Regions from separate parts of the Mus musculus genome. Here regions 1 and 3 are each linked to region 2. The links are chromatin contacts, called in public Hi-C maps. All regions are on one chromosome and are shown on one strand. The core of a region is the stretch at or near the end of the contact, and the rest is flanking DNA. Distances in the headings are between cores, read along the strand shown.

Region 1 (2,700 bases), core at 24-2,523, 390 kb before region 2:
TTGTTTTGTTGTGTTTTTCGAGACAGGGTTTCTCTGTGTAGCCCTGGCTGTCCTGCAACTCACTTTGTAGACCAGGCTGGCCTTGAACTCAGAAATCCGCCTGCCTCTGCCTCCCAATTGCTGGGATTAAAGGCGTGCGCCACCACCCCCAGCCTAGCTCTGTGGTTTGTCTGCCATTTCTTACGTGGAATGCTTCCCGAATAATTCATGTCTTTCTTAATTGCTCTCTCAGAGTTTTTTCTTCTCAGGGAAACTTAATGGACAGCAGTGCCAATGTTACCTTTAACCTTCCCAGTAGCACCTGGGTTTATGTTATTATTCTTAATATGAGCCAATCATTGTCCTAAGTGGTCCATATGAATTATTTAAAACAGTTCTCTTCCCAGAACAGCTAAGTACATAGTATTAGTCATACTTCTTAGATAAAGGTTCAGGGAGATTAAAACCTATGGAATCTTCTAGAGCTCCTCCTGAGAGTGATTAGGGTTAAAAAAAGAAAAGAAAATGACTGTCTTAGTTCACTTTGTTCTGCTATGACAGAATACCTGAGCTGGTGTGATTTATAAAGAACAGGGGTCTGTTGTGGCTCCAGAGGCCGGAACCTCAAGATCAAGGGAGGTTGTGTGTGTGTGGAGGGTCTTCTTGCTGGGTCATCCATCCCAGGGTGGAAAGTGTTATATGTTAGGAGAAGGCTTGTCTTTGGATCAGAGGCATCTTCACTTCTCTACTTGCCAGTGATATGAGTAGTCTTTCCAAAAGCTCTTTGGTAGGCATTCGCCCCCCCCTTTTAAAATTAAATTTAATTACTTAGTAATCTTTCGTTTAAAGTTTTTGCATTAGAGTTCACAGGATCAGATCTCATTATGACATTTTTGAACAAAATACTTTTCAGTAGATTCCCCTTCCCTCTTCTCTCCCCCTGCTTTCTTTCTTTGACACAATGTCTTTATATGTACTCTAGATGGCCTTGAACTGGGAGATTCTCCTGCCTGGGCATCCCAAATGCTGGGATTACAGGCATGGACCATCGTACGGAGCTGGCATCCTGCCTCCCTCTCTCCCAGCCTCCCTCCCTCATCCATCATCCCCTCCCCCATTTCTCTTTCTCTCTCTCTCTCTCTCTCTCTCTCTCTCTCTCTCTCTCTCTCTCTCTTTCTCTCTCTGTGATTAACTTATTTAACTTATTCTTTACCCACCCCACTCCCATCCCTAGAAATTAAAGCCTGCACTAAAGAGAAAGCTGTGTTCTGCCTCTGATATGGCCAGGACACCAGGTCAAGAGGGCGCCCGGGAGCCTGGCCAAGTCCCAGGGGAGGGTGTGCAGGCCATGCAGCCCTCGCATGTTGAGAGTTGGCTCTCTGCCTTCCGCACCCAGACTGTTTCCACAGAGGCAGAACCAGGAGCATCTGCCTGAGAGGGCAGGCCAGCTCTGGGCTTAACATTTTCTTTTAAGAATTCTTTATTTAAATATTTGGTCCATTAAAAAAAAAGCTCGTTGACTTCATTTTGTGCTGGAAACATTCTTTCTGTATTCTGAGTGTAAAGCTCTGTAAGCATTGGTACCAATCTGTACCTTGCTTTTCTCCCCTTCACAATATCTTTCAAGTAGCAAAAGGATGGCTTTTGTTGTTGCTGAAATCTGATTTATGTGTCTCTTTTCTTTCCTAGGGGTGCGTCTCTCTGGGTCTTGCCTAAGAAATCTTCCCCTTTCTCATGCCGTGAAAGGATTTTCAGGAAATTTTACCTCAAGAAATACGTTGGTTTCATTGAAGTTTTCTGACTTGGGTCAGAATTTTGCTCATTGTTTTATGTCTGTTATGGCCAAGCATTTGAGGCTAGCTTCGACTGAATGAGACTGCATTTCAAACAACAACAACAACAACAAAGAGCTTTTGGCGGTCACAGGTTTTGGGGCTCAAGCTGAGGTGGTCAGGCTTGGGGGAATCATATCTTTTCCCTGGTGAAGCTGAGCCTTTTGCCTGTCTTGTAGTGATTACTTTTAATTGCCAACTGACAATCTAGAAGCAGCTGGGGAAAGAGTCCCGGTGAGGGATTGTCTAGAGCAGGGTGGCCTGTGGGCGTGTCTGTGGGACATTATCTTCATCATATTAACTGCAGTGGGAAGCCCCGCTCACTGTGAGTTGACAGGATCCAGACTTGTGTGACAGCAGGGAAGTGGGACCGAGTACCGCTGGGCAGACATTCACTGTTCTCTGTTCCTGGTTATGGAAGTGATGAGGCTATTTCCTCAGAGCTCCTAATTCTGATCTCCCACAATGATGGACAATAATCTAGAGGTGCGAGCTAAATAAACGATTTCTCCACTTGGTTGCTTTTACCAGGGAATTTTTATCAGATCAATAGAAACTTCAGACAGGCCTAACTTACCCTGATCATCTTTATCCAAGCCTGGACTTTTTATCATTGCTGCATTGGTAGGAAATTTTATATATATATATATTGTATATAGGTTTTTTGTGGGCTAAGGTACTTGGTATTTAAGGTATGTTTATTGACTAGATATGGTGTGTAGATATCTCTATAAATGTAACATAAACCCAGCATTGCATCATCGTATTACATTTTAATAAGAATTTGGATGCCCATCAACTCAAAAGTCTTTGAGGAGTCCTCAGGCCAAAGATTGCATCTGATCGAGGTCTATCCTTAATGGCAGGTTCTGTTTTTGTTCCAAGGAGA
Region 2 (2,700 bases), core at 201-2,700:
TTCCTGGCGCTCTGTTCTCTGGGGCTCAGCTAATTGGTCTCTCTCAGCTGTCTTTGCTGAGTTGACCTTATCTCCCCAAACTTTAAAACTGGTGGGCTGCCTGGACTGCTTTTCCAACTATGTCTCTTTTAAATTCCATTTCTCAGTGTACTTAGGATTATTTAATTTCTTCCAGTGAATAGTTTTGATAATGAGTTATTTGGAGACAATTCCAATATGTATATTTTTAGCCAAACATTCTTCCTTAATGTATCTAAACCTCTGCTTAGTATTTTTTGGAAGTCTCATAGACAACTCAAAAGTAGTTTAGGTTAGGTTCAGACTTTGGCCTCCCACTCATGCCCAGTGACACGTCTGATATTCTCTTTCCTAACATACTCAGCCAATTTGAACTCTTGTGACAAGAAAGATATCTTGGTGTCTGGCTCACATCCTGCTTTGACAGCCAGCTTTTGAACACTAATGTATGGACATTCAAACATGTAGGACATTCATCTTATGTATCTAGTGAAGAAATGAAAAATGGCTGTGATTTGTCTTGGGCTATCTAAAGTTACCAGTTGTCGAGCTAAATGTCATTGGGTGATATGAAATGCTTATATGTGTTTTATGTATATATGTGTATATACAGAACATATATACATAAACACACATATATATGTATATACATATATGTACACACACACAATTCTAATATAACTAATGGGAAATTTTAATTCCCATTATGCTCTTAAATGAAAAATGAGGACAATGAAAAACAAACATAAAATCCAATGGGTCAATATTAAATTAAAATCTCTATCAGAGCATGTTTTGTTAAACTCAGAAACCTCATTCATAATACCTTTACCAATTACATTAACTGGTATGTAATTTAAAATGTTTGACTTTTTTTTTGAGAGCTGATCAATTCAGAATAAGTGTTTTTCCTATACCATATTATCAAACGCTGAACGGAGTTAAAATACATGCACAGGCCAGAATGAATGGACTATAAAAGCGAGATCCATTTTTCTCTTTCTTTACTAAAGCAAATTAAGTGTTCCCATTTATTAGCTAGCCAGCCAACTTCTAGCATTGGCTGCAAGATTTAGTGGCTTAAAACAATAAGCTAAATCTATTTCTCTCAAATGCCATAGAGTGCTGTAAAATATACAAACTAAAAAAAAAAAATCCCAGAAGACTCCTAAATCAAAACTGAGCAGTAATTGTATTTTATTGCATTCTTTATAAAGTAACATGTCAGCATGTCCAGTTTCTCGCCTAGCTCAGCCCACAGTGCTCATGTTCGAGTTACATGGAAAAACGCTAACACCATGAAGAACTCTGAATGTCTGAAGAATCTTCTGTAATTTGGCTCTCGGATGTCATCAGCGCTTCACCAGACTGTGAAGAATCGTCTTGGTTTTACTGATGGTGCACACATGACATTTATCCTGCCTGCAATGTAAGCTCAGCTAGCGCCAAACGAGAAGAGAGCAGTGCGATGACAAACATGCCATTAACATCTGGGTTTAGCAATGGGGAGCAGGAAACATATGCTCGCTATTAAGACAGGATTTATCCACTTGGCTTTATTTTGACATTGGGTTTCTGTTTTTTTTTTTTTTTTTTTTTAAAGAAAAACAAAACATTGCCTAAACCTTAAGTGATATCATCCCCTGTTTGCAGGGACATCCAGAAATGAGCAACAGCCCTGAGGATTGGGAATGGTCCCAGTGTACACGGCTGGCTGTGAGATGCTGCACGCATGGTCTGTTTGTGAAATCTCAGCTGAACTCTGATGGGGACATGCATTGGTGAGGTTTTCCAGTCACTTGCTGTAATTTTTTTTTTTTTTAAACACAAGGTTCATATTACTCTTTTCTAAAGATTTTGGCTTCATTCACAACACAATTCCATCAAAACAGAACAAAATTTAAAGAAGCAAAAAGAATTCTTGTTAGCACCATTGCAGTACTTGTTTGAAACTATAACCACTGAAAGGAATCTCAGGCTGGGGATGTGAGCAAGGGTGAGGCAAGAGAAGGCAGGCAGGGGATTTACCAGGATGCCTAAACACAACCCCAATCCGTTTAGAAGCGATGGGTAGTGTGTGGTAGTGCTTTCCATTTAATGCCTGCTTCATTTATCAACAAAGTATTTCTCCAAGAGATAGATGACTGACAGACAGACAGATAGACAGATATGTAAGTAGGTAGATAGAGCTTAGATATCTTTAGGTATCTGTCCCATTATGTAGATTGTTTCAATACGCCCCCCGGCACCGCCCCCCTGCAAAGAGCAGGTGCTCTTCTGACATAATTGATTCTTGACCTCAAAGTGTCCTCCAATCCAAAGCAGCACAGCTTATAGGCAAGGATACATAATAATAGGTGATTTTGTGATTATATTCAAACTGCGGTTTCTTTCTTCTCTCCCAAAGCCTTTTCATTTTAGATCATGTATTATTTATGCTCACATCTATATAATCACTATATTATAAGCATATTTAGCATATCTCAGAATATTTTCACTTATCCAGATTAATCCAGAAACAAACTAAAGCTCTGACTCTAGAATGTTACAAACAGTAGGTGATCAAAAACATTTCTTTTTAAACATTTCTTCTAGGGCTGACAGTTTCTTTAGGAGTATAGCCACTGCTGAGTTAGATGCCCACTTCTGATAAACAATCTATCACCCTGTTCACATAAGAAC
Region 3 (2,700 bases), core at 44-2,543, 430 kb before region 2:
GTTACTGCCCTCCTCTCCCTTCCTCCCTCCCTGCCTCCCCCCTCCCTCCCTCTCTTTCTCCCTTCCTCCCTCTCTCCCTTCTTCCCTTCCTTTCTCCCCCCCTCTCTCCCTCCTCCCTTCCTCTTCCCTCTTTTTAAAAGCAGATTTATTACTTTTTTTTTTAATCCCGGAAAATCATTTGCAGTGGGAGGATCGGCACCTCTCTCCCACCTTGCTCAGAGCCACCCTTCTCCCACAAGGAAGGTTCATAATAAGATGGACTCCAGAAGTTAGGAGAGAGGGGAGCAGGCAAACGCCTTAAGTTATCCTTCACTTGACCCTAGCCCGGCATTCAAAGCAAGAACCAAACTGCTCTCTTGCTTCAGAGCTCTGAAGAAATAGGTCCCCCACCCGCCCCCAACCCCAGACCCCCAGTTTCTCCTCCCTCCGTCCCTCCCCCCTCCTCCCCTCCCTCCAGCAGCTGTTCTGATGGGCACTTCCAGAGCCCCCAACTCCCTCCAGAAGCACAGAAGTTGGCGCTGGGGTGGGGGGGAACCCTTTTCCCAACTCTGCAAAGATTTCTGACACTCTCTTTGCTTCCTTAGTGTTAGTGATTTTCTGTCTCTCCCACTCCCCTTCCAAGTTGGGTTAAAGTTTCAGTCTTTTGTTATTCAGTTCTTAAGGCAACAGCTGTGCAAACCTGGCCTCTTCTTTGTTGCTGGTGCCAGAGCCTAGGAGAGGAGAGGAAGCTGTCAACCATTTTATTAAGGCAGATTCTTAATAAAGTAGCTTATTTGTTTAAGGGAACCACTCCATCTTTTTTAATATTTAATTTTTTTCCTCTTTTAAAGTTCTTCTCAAGTGTTTGAATTCAAGCTGCTTTAAGATTCCTCATTAGACTCAGTATCTCCCCCCTAATCTTTGCAAGAGCTTGGGTTTGAATGCATTCACCCTAGGAGGCAGGCACAAAGGCTAACCTATAGCAGGCACGGCCAGAGGATTCCTTTAGGCTGCTCCAGAGACCTGGCTTTCCTTTGCTTTGCTAATAGTCGCCCAGGAGAAAGCTTTTCTCTTTAGACCAGGCTAAAGAGAAACCCAACAACCCCTGAGCAAAGGAAACCACGGCGATGAAAACAGTGGTCCTTTTCTAGTTTCCAGGAAAAGGAACTCACAAGTTTCCCGAAGAATATTGGAGTCCGTTATTTTACATCTGTTGTGGTCAAAGTTGATAGCAACCAGTCTCTCCCCGCACTGGGCTCGTACAATATCTCCATTCAAGATCATCCTGGAATGCAGCCTCGTGGCTGAGTGAATAGTAATCACAGGGAAATGGGCGCTCAGTGTGCTTTTGATTAATTGTTTCTGCAAAACAGAGCCCGAGGTTAAAGCTGCGCCTGAGACTCGCCCCTCCCCTTCCTGCCTCTAACCTTCCCTGGTACCTATTCTCTGGCCTACTAGCTTTTCCTGAGAGTTAAACCTCAAGTCCTTGTTCTGCTAAAGAAAAACATTAACTTAGTTCAGCGCCTTGTGAAGGATAATTCTATTGGATAGAGGCGAAGACGGGAAACATTTCTGTGTCCTTTTTGAGGAGCTGAGGTTTTGGTTAGAAATAGGGAAATCTCTCCCTTCTCCTGCTGGAAGGGAGACTCAGTGTGAGAGACCGGAAGATAGATAGACTTGCTGATAGGTAGACAGGGACAGAGGCCAAAGCTAGAAGTACTGAATTTCCAAGATGGCTTCTTCCTTAACCTTCTGATTTGAGATCGTCCCCCACCAGCAGTCCCGAGGGGGATTGGCTCAATGGATTCCGGGCCAGATCAGGACAAGTCTGTCTCACTAACCAACCATCCATCCTGTCTTCAAACTGACCAGCCCTAAATTATGGGAGGAAGACTCTTCGGGAGCTTTGAAAGCCCCAGCCCTCAGGAAGAGACTTGGGTTTGGCTTTCTAAGTCTGGTCTGCTTTGCAGAGTTTGTTGTTGTTGTTGTTTTTCTTTCCTCTGTATATCTGCTATGTACATGTCTCCTCACCCACAATAAATGCCTCCTATTAAGCGTGGATTCTGCTCTGGTGCCTGAGATCTCTCTGCTGTGTTTCAGATGTTTTCCTGCCTTTTAATTCTTTAACCGGCAGAGAAAACAAACCGGATCTAGGCAACCCCTATACTGTATGAGTTCAAGACCCCTAGACCATATCAAACAGATGGAGAAATGAAAGGCAGGTGGAATCAAGACAGACACAACCAGGATCCTTGTGTGCGAATGGCCCAAGCAAGCCTCGGAAGTCTCCGTGAAGAGGGAGGCCGCGTGTGACGTCTGTGTTCAAAACCAAATGGAGACACCATAGCATTATAGAGAGCTTATTTGTACAGACAGTGATGTTTGAACTGGGCAGCTCCAACCTAGAAGAGGCTGGAGAGCTACACTGAGGGACAGCACCATGGGGACACTTCCTAGGACACACACAGAAGTGTGGACAAGGAAAGTCCTTAGTTGCTGTCACACTTGTCCTACTTGATCTAACCTGGAAAAGCTGTTCAGTTTATTGCTGCTTTGGAGTGGTTGAACTTACTGTGTTTTTCTTCATCAAAGACATGACTATGATTAATCTTCACTGTCAGCTTGGTTGGATTCGGAATCACTTACGAGAGTTACTTTTGGACGTGGCTGTGAGTGGTTTCCTAGACTGGATAGACTGGGGTAGGCAGGGTTAAGTGCACA

Evidence for each region. A called contact is a pair of places that touch in the nucleus more often than the background predicts.
Region 1: a contact with region 2 is called in a Hi-C map of uterus, with 6 times the contacts expected there. The contact joins two enhancer-like sites.
Region 3: a contact with region 2 is called in a Hi-C map of uterus, with 4 times the contacts expected there. The contact joins two enhancer-like sites.

What each region holds. Positions count from the first base shown.
Region 1 is chr6:140,299,269-140,301,968 of GRCm38.p6, reverse strand. No RefSeq gene overlaps it. Among named protein-coding and RNA genes, the nearest start is that of Gm38917, 15 kb to the right of the region's middle. Within about 2 kb of position 1,273, at least 23 of the 459 cell types and tissues checked have an H3K27ac peak or open chromatin away from gene starts, as enhancers often do. A contact at or near this core is called in uterus, where this site is marked.
Region 2 is chr6:139,908,216-139,910,915 of GRCm38.p6, reverse strand. All of the region lies in intron 30 of Pik3c2g (phosphatidylinositol-4-phosphate 3-kinase catalytic subunit type 2 gamma), which reads right to left. Among named protein-coding and RNA genes, the nearest start is that of Plcz1, 130 kb to the left of the region's middle. Within about 2 kb of position 1,450, at least 19 of the 459 cell types and tissues checked have an H3K27ac peak or open chromatin away from gene starts, as enhancers often do. A contact at or near this core is called in uterus, where this site is marked.
Region 3 is chr6:140,335,129-140,337,828 of GRCm38.p6, reverse strand. No RefSeq gene overlaps it. Among named protein-coding and RNA genes, the nearest start is that of Gm38917, 51 kb to the right of the region's middle. Within about 2 kb of position 1,293, at least 94 of the 459 cell types and tissues checked have an H3K27ac peak or open chromatin away from gene starts, as enhancers often do. A contact at or near this core is called in uterus, where this site is marked.